Linked DNA regions of Muntiacus reevesi: region 1 is linked to region 2. A link is a contact called in public Hi-C data. All regions are on one chromosome and are shown on one strand. Each heading gives the region's core, a stretch centred on a gene start, on an enhancer-like site or on the middle of the called end of the contact. The rest is flanking DNA. Distances are from core to core; before and after follow the strand shown. Region 1 holds the start of FCRL6 (Fc receptor like 6). Region 2 holds the start of IGSF9 (immunoglobulin superfamily member 9).

Region 1 (6,266 bases), core at 2,171-4,670, 140 kb after region 2:
CTTGTGCCCCAGATCCCAACGGCTTGCTCTCCAGGGCATTGCAAGGCCTTGGGGTTGCGGTTACAGAACCGCTGTGTATAATCAAAGTGGCCACCAACTGGGGACACAGCAGATGACACCTGCTTACAGCAGTTCCTATGAAGAGAACCCGAGGCTTCGGTCAGGTACAGGCTGAAGATGAGGTGACACTGTGATGTGAAGCCAAGAGCTACCGTAAAGCTGTGGAGTCCTGCAGGGCGGAGGTCACAGCCCCAGTGAACTCTGCACTCACTGGGCACTTTGGGAGGGATGAGAACGCCCAGCTCCTGACCCACCGACAAAGCTTATTGGACCGAGCAGACCAGGGCAACGAACTGGGCCTAGAAACCATTTACTACTAGGGGACTTGGCAGACATTTATCTGAGGAAGATGAGATAGAGTAAGGATAGTCAGTGGCCTTCGAATACCTGATGGGCTAAGCTTAAAAGAAAGGAGAGACTCGCTACTTCATAGGCGGCCTTCCTGACCCAGGGATCAAACCGGCCGTCTCACATCTCCTGCATTGGCAGGCAGGGTCTTTGCCACTAGCACCACCTGGAAAGCCCTCATAGGGCAGAAGTGGAACTAGTTAGATCAGAGAGGCAGGTTTCAGCTCCACACGAGGAACTACGTCACAGTAAATCTCTACCACGCTGCAACATGCTACCCTGCCAAGGGGTGGCATCCACGCACCGGGAGAGCTGTGTATCACGGATGCTGTGTGCATATGGGGGGTGGGTTCCAGCATGAGGACTGAAGCTGGCTGACGCACAGCTCAGAGGAAGATCAAGATTCATCGCCTGAATTTTAAATACATCTCAGTGTGTGTTAATCAGTCAGTCGTGTCTGACTGTTTGCAATCCCACGGACTGGAGCTTGCCAGGCTCCTCTGTCCATAGAAATCTCCAGGCAAGAATACTGAAGTGGGTTGCCATTTCCTTCTCCCAGGGATCTTCCTGACCCAGGGATTGAACTCAGGTCTTCTGCATTGCAGACAGATTCTTTACCATCTGGACCACAAGGGAAGCCCAAAGACATCTTTAGCACACAGCCATGTACCAGCGTGTTCAGTGACAGGGCTTCTAGCCTCTAGAATCTGTGATAGCCAACACTAACAACAGGTACCATTTGTTGTGTGACCATGTCCTGCCAGGCACTTTAAATGAATATAATTTCTAGTTTTACCTGATTAAATTCCAACTACATCCAGACTTGAGGTAGGGAGACAGAACAGAGAAAGCACAGGACTTGACGAAATGGGTTGGGTTTGCATCTCTGTTTCGCTTGTTAGCAGGGTAATTCTGGGCAAGTTTCTTAACATTTTTGAACCTCAGTTTCCGCAACTGCTTCATAGGGATAAAAATTAAGCCCTCCCCTATAACGACTCTGAGGGTTATATGAGATAATGCATGCACTGTACATTCAATGTTTTTTTTTCTCCTCTGTCTCTCTGGCCACATCTGAGAGGAAATAGCACTTGAGAGGAAATAGCAGCTTTACCCTTACGGTAACTTCATTGTGACACTTTCAGCCAGGGGGTCCGAATTGCAGGCTGGCTTTCTGGGGTCCTGAGCATCAGATGTGACTCAGTCCTGCTTGGGTTTCCCATATGCCATCGAATTAGTCAGCCAGTCACTGACTGTCCACCTCTCCTCCTTTGCGTTCCCCCATCCAGATCCTGGGCTACACGCCGGGAAGCTCTTAGGTTTTTATCTAGTCAAGTCCAAGGACTCTATTCCTTTCACAAGGAAGGGACGTGCCCTTAAGAATCTCCCTTCTGGAGTGTATCCAGGCACGAGGCCATCCTGTCTCTGCCCTAATGTGAGCACTGACCTTCTCACTTGTCCAAATGACCATTCATAGAACACAGGGCAACATGGTGATGTTGGGGAAGGAAGAGCCCTGAGTGGAACAAGTATTTTCTTCTCAGAGGCTAAATTTCCACAAACTCGACCCAGGAAGGGGGTGCTTTTAGGAATGCTTTTGCTTTTCAGGGCTTCCCTGATAGCTCAGACAGTAAAGAATCTGCCTGCCATGCAGATTCTGGATTTAATCCCCGGGTGAGGAAGATCCCCTGAAGAAGGGAGTAGTTATTGACTCCAGTATTCTTGCCTGGAGAATTTCATGGACAGAGGAGCCTAGCGGGCTACAGTCCACTGGGTTGCAGAGTCAGACATGACTGACTGACTAACACATTTTGCTTTTCTGGTTCAATGAAAACAAACATCTGGGACCAAGTTTAAAACAAAAAGCAAGTCAACTCAGAAACTGTGAAGTGAAGTGATCTACGTGCCCAGACTCATTTCTTTTGAGTGTAGCATCTGACAATGCCTGAGACTGAGCTGAATCTAGGGGAGCCGAGTAACCCACCCCCACTCCAATCCTCTGTCTGGAGACCAGTCCCTTCTGGCATCAAGGAGAGCACTATGGATTCGGAAGAATGGATTTGAACCTTCATGTAGGTCCCCATGGGCTTCCCAGGTGGCTCAGTGGTAAAGAATCTTCCTGCCAGTGCAGGGATTCAGGAGATGCGGGTTTGATCCCTGGGTCAGGATGATCACCTGGAGAAGGAAATGGCAACCCACTCCAGTATCGTTGCCTTGGAAATCCCACGGACAGAGGAGCCTGGTGGGCTACAGTGCATGGGGTTGCAAAGAGTTGGACACGACTGAGTGACTCAACCACAGCAACAATAATGATAACATGGGTCCCCATGGGCCAGTCAGACCCAAATCAGAACCTCCCCCTGACAGAGAGAGGAAGTAGGTGGAATAGGAATGGTCATTTTGAAGAGGACTTTGGACACTCAGAGCATAAACCTCTTGACTAGGGAAGAAGTCCAGTCATTATTGACTGGTTCTAAGAAAAGGCTGAGGCTTCTTAAAAATACATCTCCTTGTAAAACCCCACGTTTAGCTCCGCTTGCTGAGCAAAATGTGTGGAACTGCCTTTGGTCCACTTCCCTCATCCTTCCTCCACACCCCAGCAGCCCCCTTTCCTTCTGTGATTTTAGTTTCCTTTCAAGATAGACCTGATGGATATTTTAACTTGATTTCACAGGGTGAAAAATGTCATTGGAATTCAGCATGTGATTTTTTTTTTGGCTCCCTAAATTAGCTTTGACACATCAAATGGTTGCCCTTCCAAGGACCCAGGAAAATGGGGTAGGAAACCCTGGGGCTCCCCAGATGGCCTCATCCCCATCACTCTCATCCCCATCACTCTCAAGCATACCCATGTGCACACACTGGTCTCGAGCTCTAGCCATAAACCCACTTGAACTAGGAAAGGTGAAATAAGGAACTCTGCATCTCAGGAACAACACAGTCTTTGGTGCCCAGGAGAGGCCACTGGCGTTGGTGACTTACCAAAGAGCAGAGCAACTGTCCAGAGCAGCATGGGGCCCAGCCTGGCGTGGAAGAGGGTACACGGGGCAGCCCGAAGTCAGGCGCGAGGATGGCAGGGCGAGCATCTAGGTCGCAGGCCCAGGGGTGGGTGGGTGACCCCCTCTGACGTGGGTTGTGTTAGCGCTTGATAATCTAAATACAGGAAGTGGGGAAGAAACTAAAAGCTCATTTTGGTATTTCTTCTTTGCTAGAACGAGCGCAACACAAATGAATTTTCTTGACCATAAAGGATAAGGTAGTCAGATAAGCCACTGGCAAGCACTTTATTGTTTTCTTAATATATATATTTTACTGAAGTGTAGTTGACTTACAATGTTTCAGGTGCATAGCAAAGTGACTCAGTTACACATATATTCTTGAAATTATTTTCCATATAATTCCCTGGGCTGTACTGTAAACCTTTGTTACTTGTTGCATATCTATTTTTTAACTAGAAATCTAGCATTCTATTAATACTAAGTCAAACAAGTGGAATCAAAATGTCATTAGTGTGTTAGTTAGGCAAAAATTCATGTTTTCTAAAATATATATAATACATATTACTTATATACTTATATGTATAGAAAAGCTTTTCTACTACACTTGATAAAGGCTTGAGAAAGAACATAAAAAAGAAAAGAATAGATGGAAAAATTGGAAAACAGAAATTGCTGCCGGTGTCCCACCCCTGTGGTGAAACCCTGCTGACCCCCGCCTCCACAGGAGACCCTCCAACACTAGCAGGTATTTTTGGTTCAGTCTCCCGTGTGGTTACTGCTCCTTTCCTCTGGGTCTTGGCACACACAAAGATTTTGTTTGTGCCTTCCAAGACTGGAGTCTCTGTTTCCCCCGGTCCCGTGGAAGTCCTATAATCAAACTCCTTTGGCTTTCAAGGTCAGATTCCCTGGGGATTCCCAGCCCCTTTGTCAGATTCCCAGGTTGGGAAGCCTGACACGGGCTTCAGAACCTTCACAACAGTGGGAGGACGTCTTTGGTATTATTGTTCTCCAGTTCGTGGGTCACCTACCAGGCTGGTATGGAATTTGAGTTTATTGTGGTTGTGCCCCTCCTACCACCTCGCTGAAGCTCCTTTGTCTTTGGACATGGGATATCTTTTTTTGGTGGGTCCCAGCACCCCTCTGTCCATGGTTGTTCAACAGCTAGTTGTGATTTTGGTGCTCTTGCAGGAGGAGATGAGTGCACGCCCTTCTACTTGCAAGCACTTTGAACACTCTCTTGGTGGTTTGAAAAGGCTCATGCTAGGAACTAGGGTGGGACATGGCTAAGGAAAGACGCAGAGACTGCAGAATTTGCCTGGCCTCAGCATCGCTTAGTCTGGAAGGTAGCATAGCGATGGGAACACTAAGATCCTCCGCACTGCCCCACCTCTGCTCCGAGTGACCTCTAGTTCTCCAAGGTGCCCTCTTCTTCAAGCAGAAATGTGTCTGGCCTCTGCAATAAGGTAGAGAAGTGGGATCCTGAGGATATTCCACAGGGCCATCAGCTCAGCAGAGAATCAGGGATCAATGTGGCTGGGGTAGAATGGGGATGGAGGTTCTGAACCTGAGGCTTTAAGACGGTCAGGTAATTATTTTGAGAAGAACTGTTCATTAAAAGACACCATTAAAAGAGTGAACAAGCCACAGAGTGGCAAGATATTTTAAATAAATATGACTGACAAAGGACTGGTATCCAGAATGCAAGAATTTCTACAATTCAATATGAAAAAGGCAGACCACCCTCTAGAAAAATGGACAATAGTTTGGATACTACTTTACAAAAGCAGATATCCAAGCGTTCAATAAACACAGGATAAGGAACTTGACTTCATAAATCACTGTGAAAATGCAAACCTAAACTGCAATGAGATACCACTACATCCCCCATAAGAATGGCAAAAACTATAGACAACCAAGTGCTGGTGAGGATGTGAAGTAACTAGAACCCATGTACACCTCCAGAGGGAATATAAACTGGTACAGCCACTTTGGAAAACTATGGGGCAGAATCTAATGAAACTGGACATACGGATCCTGACGGCCCAGTGTTTTCACTCCGAGGTATTTGCACACACGTGGGCATCGCAAGACAGGTGCAAAAATGTTCATAGCAGCATCACTTGTAACAGATGAAAACTGGAAACCACTGGTTTCTCAACATAAAAGAAGGCCATCCCCTACCCCCACGTCCTCTGAGAACTGAACACGTGGATTTAAGGTGAAGCACGGAGAGCTGGGTAAAATGCCAGGAAACATTTTCTGACAGTGAGTTGTTCCTGGAAGATTTTAGGTGAGAATTTTCATACAGTCTGAAAAGAATTTGCTGTGCTTACTGCTGAAGGAGCTTCCCAGGTGGCGCTCAGTGGTATAAAACCTGCTTGTGTAATAATGCAATAATGCAGGGTAATGCAGGAGATGTAAGAGATTTGGGTTTGATCCCTGGGTTGGGAAGATTTCCTGGAGGAGGGCATGGCAAACCACTCCAGTATTCTTGCCTGGAGAATCCCAAGGATAGAGGAACCTGGCAGGCTACAGTCCATAGGGTCACAAAGAGTTGGACATGACTGAAGCGACTTAGTACATACGCACTGCTGAAGGTGGGAACAGAAAGGGTGAACTTTCTGTTTTCTGCCCAAGTTCTCTGATTCAGTGGAAATGGGCAACCGATCTGGCACTGCCAGGAAGTTCTTCTGAGTCTCGGTTGATTGGAAGTTAAAAGGAGTGAGGAAGTAAAGTAGGAATTGAATATCTTGTTGGCTCAGCTCAAGATGTTAACATTTATGCATTTTCCTCTCTTCGTTCTCTTTCCAACAGATCTCCCGACTTGAGTCATCTTTAACTTTGTTCAGCTGCAGGTCTAGA
Region 2 (6,391 bases), core at 1,529-4,028:
GCAACCTCAGGCTGGGAGCGCTGCCTTCCCCTCTGCACACAGTGGGAGGCGCCTGGGCAAGATTTGGGAGCTCGCCAGTGCAGACAGGTATTTCCAGTCCGGCCAGAGAAGAATATGTGGAGATGGAGGTGGCGGTAGGGATGGGGGAGGAGATCAGAGGGGCGGGGTGGATCCCCTGGGAGGAGGGCGGGGAGTACTGCTCACTGCCTGGTGCTTCTGCCCCTCAGACTCGGGTTTCAACCCTAGCTGCCGCATCTGCGGTTAAGCCCGTTAGGCTAAGGGAGAACATTTAAAGGTGGCCTATACAGGAAGCAGAGTGTGCAAAGAACCAGCTACGGGTCAGCTCCTGAGACCCCTGGAGCCCGGGCCTTGACCCGCTTAGCCTCCCAAGCTTGCAGCGGGAAGCGGCCAACAGATCCGTCTTTCCACGCTTCGTTGTATCGAGCTCCACCAGGGGGCGACCCGGGCCCACGTGCCACCGAGCCCTGCTCTTCCGAAACTACAACTCCCAGGCCGCTCGGGGGTCGCGCCCGCCTCGCCTCGCCTTCTGCTAGCTCCAATTGGCCGCCGCGGGAGGGGGATTGGCGGTCTCCAGGGCGACGGGAGGCGCTCGGGGCATCCGAGGCGGGGAGGCGGGTCCGCCCCCTATTGTGTAGCTGGAAGAGTGAGGCCGAGCGGTGCGGAGCAGGTGAGGGCGGGGGTGTTCTGGGGGCAATGGAATGGGGGTGCCCGCGAGGGGATGAACAGTGCGGGAGTTATGGGGGACAGGAGAAAGCGGGGGAATTGTGGAATTCTTTGGGGAGCAGAACTAGGGGAGTTCTGGGGAGTGAAGTGGAATTCTTGGTGGGTGGATGGGGACTCCGCGGAACTGGGGAGTTCGGAAGTAGTGTATGTGTGTGTGGAGGTGGGGTGGGGGGTTCGTTCTTGGTGGGTTCCAGACGCAAGGAGGAGTTCCAGGGGTCCGGAGACGGCAAGGGAGAAGATAATTGAGGGCGGGGTATCAGAAGTGTATTGTGGGCCGAGGCAGGAGAATTTCAGGGAGGGAAATTCCAGGGAGGAGAGGATGGGAGAAGTGGGTGGGTGGCGATTCTGGGGGAGACCGGGAGTTCCTTGAAGCACCGAGGACCTGGTGCAATTGGAGATCAGCTGCAAAGAATGGGAATTGTGGAGGGGGGAGGGTGGGGAAGGTTGTAAGAAGAGGGGATAACTGGGATGGGAGAATGAGACAGTGCTGAGTGGGGAGATCAGGTGAAGACGTAGTGGCGTCAGAAGAGTTGGAAAGCTCTTAGGAAAAACAGAGGAATTCTGGGCAAACCTGGGTTTGCTAGGGTTTTCAGAACACAGCCAGGAGGGAACTGGGAGTTCTTATGCATTTAGAAAAAGATATGTCTGTGACGTTTGGGAGAACTGGGGGCAGTGGGAAGCCAGGGGGATGCTTGCTGGTGAGTTATTAGGAGTTAGAGGTACAGGGCCACTCAGTAGAGGCAGGGATCAGGTTGGGGGACGTGGGGGAGGTTTTATAGCCAGTCTTGACCTGTGAGGCCAGGAGCGGGGTGGAGGCCCACAGAGCAGAGTCCACTTGGGTCCACCAGGTCCAAGGCAGCACCACCCCACTGTGACTTCCCTAGATGCTCAGGCCCTGGGGCTGTCAGGACCTCCTCCCCTCCAGGCTCCAAGGCTCACTTCGTACACCCTAGGGACTCGGGCTTTTTTAGCTTCACATGGGCCATGCTTCTGGGGTTGGGGAAGGGAAAGCCTGGCAAACCTTGGACCCCGAGGATGCCGAAGGGAGAGAAAATGGGAGGAACTTGGGTCATGGTGTCTGGCAAGACGGAGGGCTGCCTTGGCAGCATCAGGAAGAGGAAGTGGCACCAGGCGCCAGCCCACAAGCCCCGGGACCTGCCCAGACCTGGAGAATGCTGCCTGGGCCCCTCATACCAGCAGAGGGAGAGGGAGCTCCTCTCTCAAGTGTCTGACGCATTCATGGCTAAAGCAGTATTGGGAAGGTTGAGTGGAGAAAGAGGTACAGGATTCCCAGCTCGCAGGGTTCACAGAGGCTGCAGAAATGAGGCAAGGATCTGTGTGGGCACTTCTGGGGGTTTTCAACCCAGCTTTGCATTTGACTGATTGTGTGCACCTGAGCAGGGTTCTCTGAGATCCTCAGTGTCCTTCTATGTCACCGTGGGGTGGAGGCCATAATACTGGTTCTACCTTGCTCTCTTCTGCCTTGTTATTGGCATCAGGACTAAGGAAAGAAGACAGAGAGGAGGCTGTGCCATGGGGCTCTGTGTCTCCCATACTTAACTGACAAGTCCTTTTCCAAGTACAGAGGAACCCCAGTTCCCTCGTGGCGCACATTTCCAAGAGCCTGAGTAAACAGGGTATCCCCAGAATTCCTCTGCTTTTCCTAAGATCTTTCCAGTCCTCTGCTTCCCATAGGTCCTTACCTGTCTGGTCTCCCCATGCCAGCACTCCCTCACCCTTCCTCCACTCATCTGCACTCCTCTTCCCTTTCTCTGCCTTTGCTTACCTCTGGCTTTTCTCTAACTCTGGGAGGGGGGAACGGTTCTTCTGCTTTCCAACATTGGCCCGCTTTGCATGTTGCGTTGCATTTTGCATCTAGATCTGGTGGTGCTACCGAGAACGGCTTCCTCAGGTGTGACGTGAGCCAAGCCCTAACTGTCCAGAAGAGTGAGCGCTGATCCCTGTGACCTGATCAGAAGGACTGAGGGGCTTGCTGGGCTCTGCACGTCCCCGGGCCCCTCCATCTGGGCCCCTGTGGAGAGGAGGGGCCGGGCAAGCAGGCAGCTGGGCTATGGTTTGGTGCCTCGGTCTGGCCATCCTCAGCCTGATCATCAGCCAGGGGGCTGAAGGTGAGCCGGACTCCCTGGGCTCCAGAACCCCCTGTTGGCCTCGGGGTAGGGGGGTTCCCCTGGGGTTCTCTGTGAGGTCAGAGGAGGGGAGGAGCAGCTCGGGTTCTGCCAACATCAAAGATTCCCTCAACCCCTTCACTGAGGCCTGGGGAGCCCACCGAGATAGAGAGGGTGTCTCCCCTCCCAGTCCTGATTCTGGGTACCTGCTGCGTCCTCATGCCCCCCCATCTGCCCACCCTGCAGGTCGAGGGAAGCCTGAGGTGGTGTCAGTGGTGGGCCGGGCCGGGGAGAGCGCGGTGCTGGGCTGTGACCTGCTGCCCCCGGCTGGCCGGCCCCCTCTGCATGTCATCGAGTGGCTGCGCTTTGGATTCCTGCTTCCCATCTTCATCCAGTTTGGCCTCTACTCCCCCCGCATCGACCCTGATTACGTGGGTAAGACTTGTCCTCCGCTGAGAGGTCGGGAGGTGTCTCCAACAAAGGTGGGCTGGGTAGAGTGGGAACAAGGCCTCTTCTTAACAGCTCTGTCCCTGCCCCAACCTTATCTCCAGTTTCCCTGGCTGAATGCTCCATAACAAGCATGGCTCTGCTCCCAAGCAATGTTCATTCACTGAAGGACTCATTCATTTACACACACACACACACACACACACACACAGTCTGTTTAGAACTCCACATGGCCTGTTCCAAAGGAGATCCTGCAGCCCTGTTCCAAGTGTCCATCCTAATTCCCTAATCCCTCTTTCTAGAGCTCATCACGAGCCTCCCAGGCTCCTCCTGATCCTCCCTGGTCTGCCCCTACTTGGCCCTCTCCTGGCCCCTGGCTCTGCTATCTTCTCACTCCCTTGCCCTCCTCCTCTCCTACTTTCTTAAATGCTGGTTTGGGGGTTCTAGGTTTCTAGGGAGTGGACTGATGGGGCAGCAGGGTCAGGGGGGTCTCCGATCTGTCTGCTTCTCCATTGCGTCTGATTCTGAGTCCAGCAGAGCTCATGCACAGCAGGGCTGGAGGGAACCAGGCTCCCCGAAAGATCAGCAAACAGATGGGGCTGGGCTGGGTCCCTGCTTCAGCTGGCTCCAGCATGGACTTAAAATAGTGTATAGGCCTCCCTGGGGGCCTTCTCCTGCGCCCCAGCTGCTCCCTGAAAAGGCTCAGCTTCCTCCTAATCTCCGGGGAGCCTTAATCTGAGTGGTTTAGGGCGGGTCTCTGAGGGCAGCGTGTGCGAGAACCTGGGCCGGCGAGAGAGTCTGGCTGCCTCCTCATAGGGGAAGCCCAGGAAAGGCCACCTGGGCGGCTGTCGATGGGGGCAGGGGGACCCCCTCCCTCTTCCCTCTTTCTTTTGAATCCTAGGAGAAGCCACAGGATTGGCTGAGCTGTCACCGCGGGGCGGGCTGAGCAGAGAAGGGAGGAGGCTCGGGCAGGTGGTGCAGAGGGAAGGGTTTATTTTCAAACTGGGGGCAGTTGTTGGCAAACAGCCTGGTGGGAGCGTATGTGTCTGCACAAGCCTGGGGGGAACCGCTTGGGAGAACTGATAAAAGCGGGGCGCACTTAGGACCAGTGGAGAGACAATGGCTGCCCCCTCCCACCCCCATGCTCCCTGAGTGGCTGGGCTGAGGCTCACGGATGCAGACCGCTGCCCCACTGAGGGCAGGGTAGGGGGCGGCTTTTCCTGGACCTCCTCTGGGCGGGGGTGGGAGTGGGGGAGTTGGGGGTGTTGATGTGCAGCTCTCCTTCCTGCCCTCCCTCCACCCCCTTGTCTGGAAGGTAGCAACTCTCCTGTGGGTTTTCTTTTTGTCTCTGTGGTGTTCCTCTGAGCTGCACGGGCTGTGAGCAGTAACCTCGGGGGCTTTCTTCCTACCCCTACCCTTCATGCCCACCCCTCCCCTAGGTCTGAAGCTTCTGGTCAGGCAGAGCTAGTCTGGGGAGTCAGGGCCCCGGGGAGAGGCCCCTGTACCCATTAACCCTTTTACTGCCTCCCAGTGTGGAATGGGCCTCTCAGCCTTTGTGCAGGGGACTCCGAACTGCAGTTGCTAGGCAACGGGAGGTGGAGGTTGCTAAGGACAATGCTGTCCTGTCATAAACCCTCTGGGCAAACGAAGGGGAGATGGCCTGGGACTGTGTGAGGCCCGTGGCCTAGAATGTGGGAGGAACCACGAGAGAGACTGTTTGGAGCCTTCAGGGATTACACCGAAGGGAAGGCTTCCTATCTTTGATGACTTTAGAATCCATCTAGCTGAGGAGACTGGATTTATGGACCAGTGCAAAAGTAGTAAAAGCAGTATAAAACAAACCAGGACTAAATCCTAGAATGAAATTAGCTGCTGTGTGTAAAGAACCCCAGACAGCACCTGCATGGTGTGAAACCCTAGGTGTGAAGAGAAAAGAGAGTCCACTTCCTCTATACCAGCTTTCCTGGGGGGGATCTTAGATTAGCTCTTCCAATTCATGGGATCAGCTTTTGGTCTTTGACTTTCCTGCTATATTTCTTGAGAGTTTCAAGATACACCCCCGTGGCAGAAGGGACATGAGTTTTCTCTCTGTCCTGAGTTGTTTGATAAAAATCAGTTATCTCAAGGACTTCCCTAGTGGTCCAGTGGTTGAGACTCCATGCTTTCAGTGCAGGGAGCACAGGTTAGATCCCTGGTTAGGGAACTAAGATCTCACTTGATGAGCAACCAAAAAAGAAATCCGTTTTCTCATCCTCCATTTAGAAGAGCCCCACTCCCTCGAGTCCTCTCCCCTCACCACCTTTTATCCTTGCATCCCCTGGGCTTCCCCAGTGGCTGAGATGGTAATGAATCCGCCTGCAGTGCAGGAGACTCAGGTTTGATCTCTGGGTCGGGAAGATCCCCTGGAGTAGGGCATGGCTACCCATTCCAGTGTTCTTACCTGGAGAATCCCATGGACAGAGGAGCCTGGTGGGCTGCAGTCCATAGGGTCGCAAAGAGTCGGACAGGACTGAGGACTAACGATGTGACTCACTCTCTGCAGAGTTGCCTCTTCCTGGAAACCTTCTGTCCGCCTCTTGCTTCTTTGTTTCTTGGACTTCTGTGTGTGTGAACTTGCACTTGTACATGAGTGTGGTTTCTCTGCCTTTGGAGAGCTTGCAAGAGTGGGGACTATGTCTCTTCCTTCGTCTACACACCCCTGCGTGTGGAGAGGTCTGAAGACACTCACTTTGGCTCTACTGTAGGTAGAGGGCGGGCCTCCAGAAGGGGGACCTGGGACTCAGGAGGGCACAGGAACACCTGTTGCTGGCCAGCTTCCTGTTCTTCTGTGACACTTCCAGTCTAGCCATGCATACCTCACAGGGAAGTTAGGACATACGGCGTGCTTTATTGGTTAGTCTGATCAACGCACATTTGGAGCTGTTACCCCCTGGTTACCAACACACCCCGAGTGAGAATATACTGGCTAAGCTCAGGGATGAGTGCCCTGACCATCACTGGGTCCTCAGACCAGTGTGCAGTGGAGAGTATACTGCGTCATGAGAAGGCAGGCCTACCTGTATCGTGGAATGGCC

What was found. Hi-C and Micro-C count contacts between places; a contact is called where the count stands out from the background.
Region 1: a Hi-C map of blood shows a contact between it and region 2, with 4 times the contacts expected there. The contact joins the promoter of FCRL6 here to the promoter of IGSF9 in region 2. A contact is called at or near these places in 2 of 3 Hi-C or Micro-C datasets (blood and muscle).

What each region holds. Positions count from the first base shown.
Region 1 is chr1:72,860,281-72,866,546 of mMunRee1.1, forward strand. FCRL6 (Fc receptor like 6) reads right to left here and starts at 3,421. Exons shown (of 10, transcript XM_065941875.1): 1 at 3,388-3,421. The coding sequence starts at 3,418.
Region 2 is chr1:72,717,486-72,723,876 of mMunRee1.1, forward strand. IGSF9 (immunoglobulin superfamily member 9) reads left to right here and starts at 2,779. Exons shown (of 20, transcript XM_065925507.1): 1 at 2,779-2,873; 2 at 3,117-3,305. The coding sequence starts at 2,816.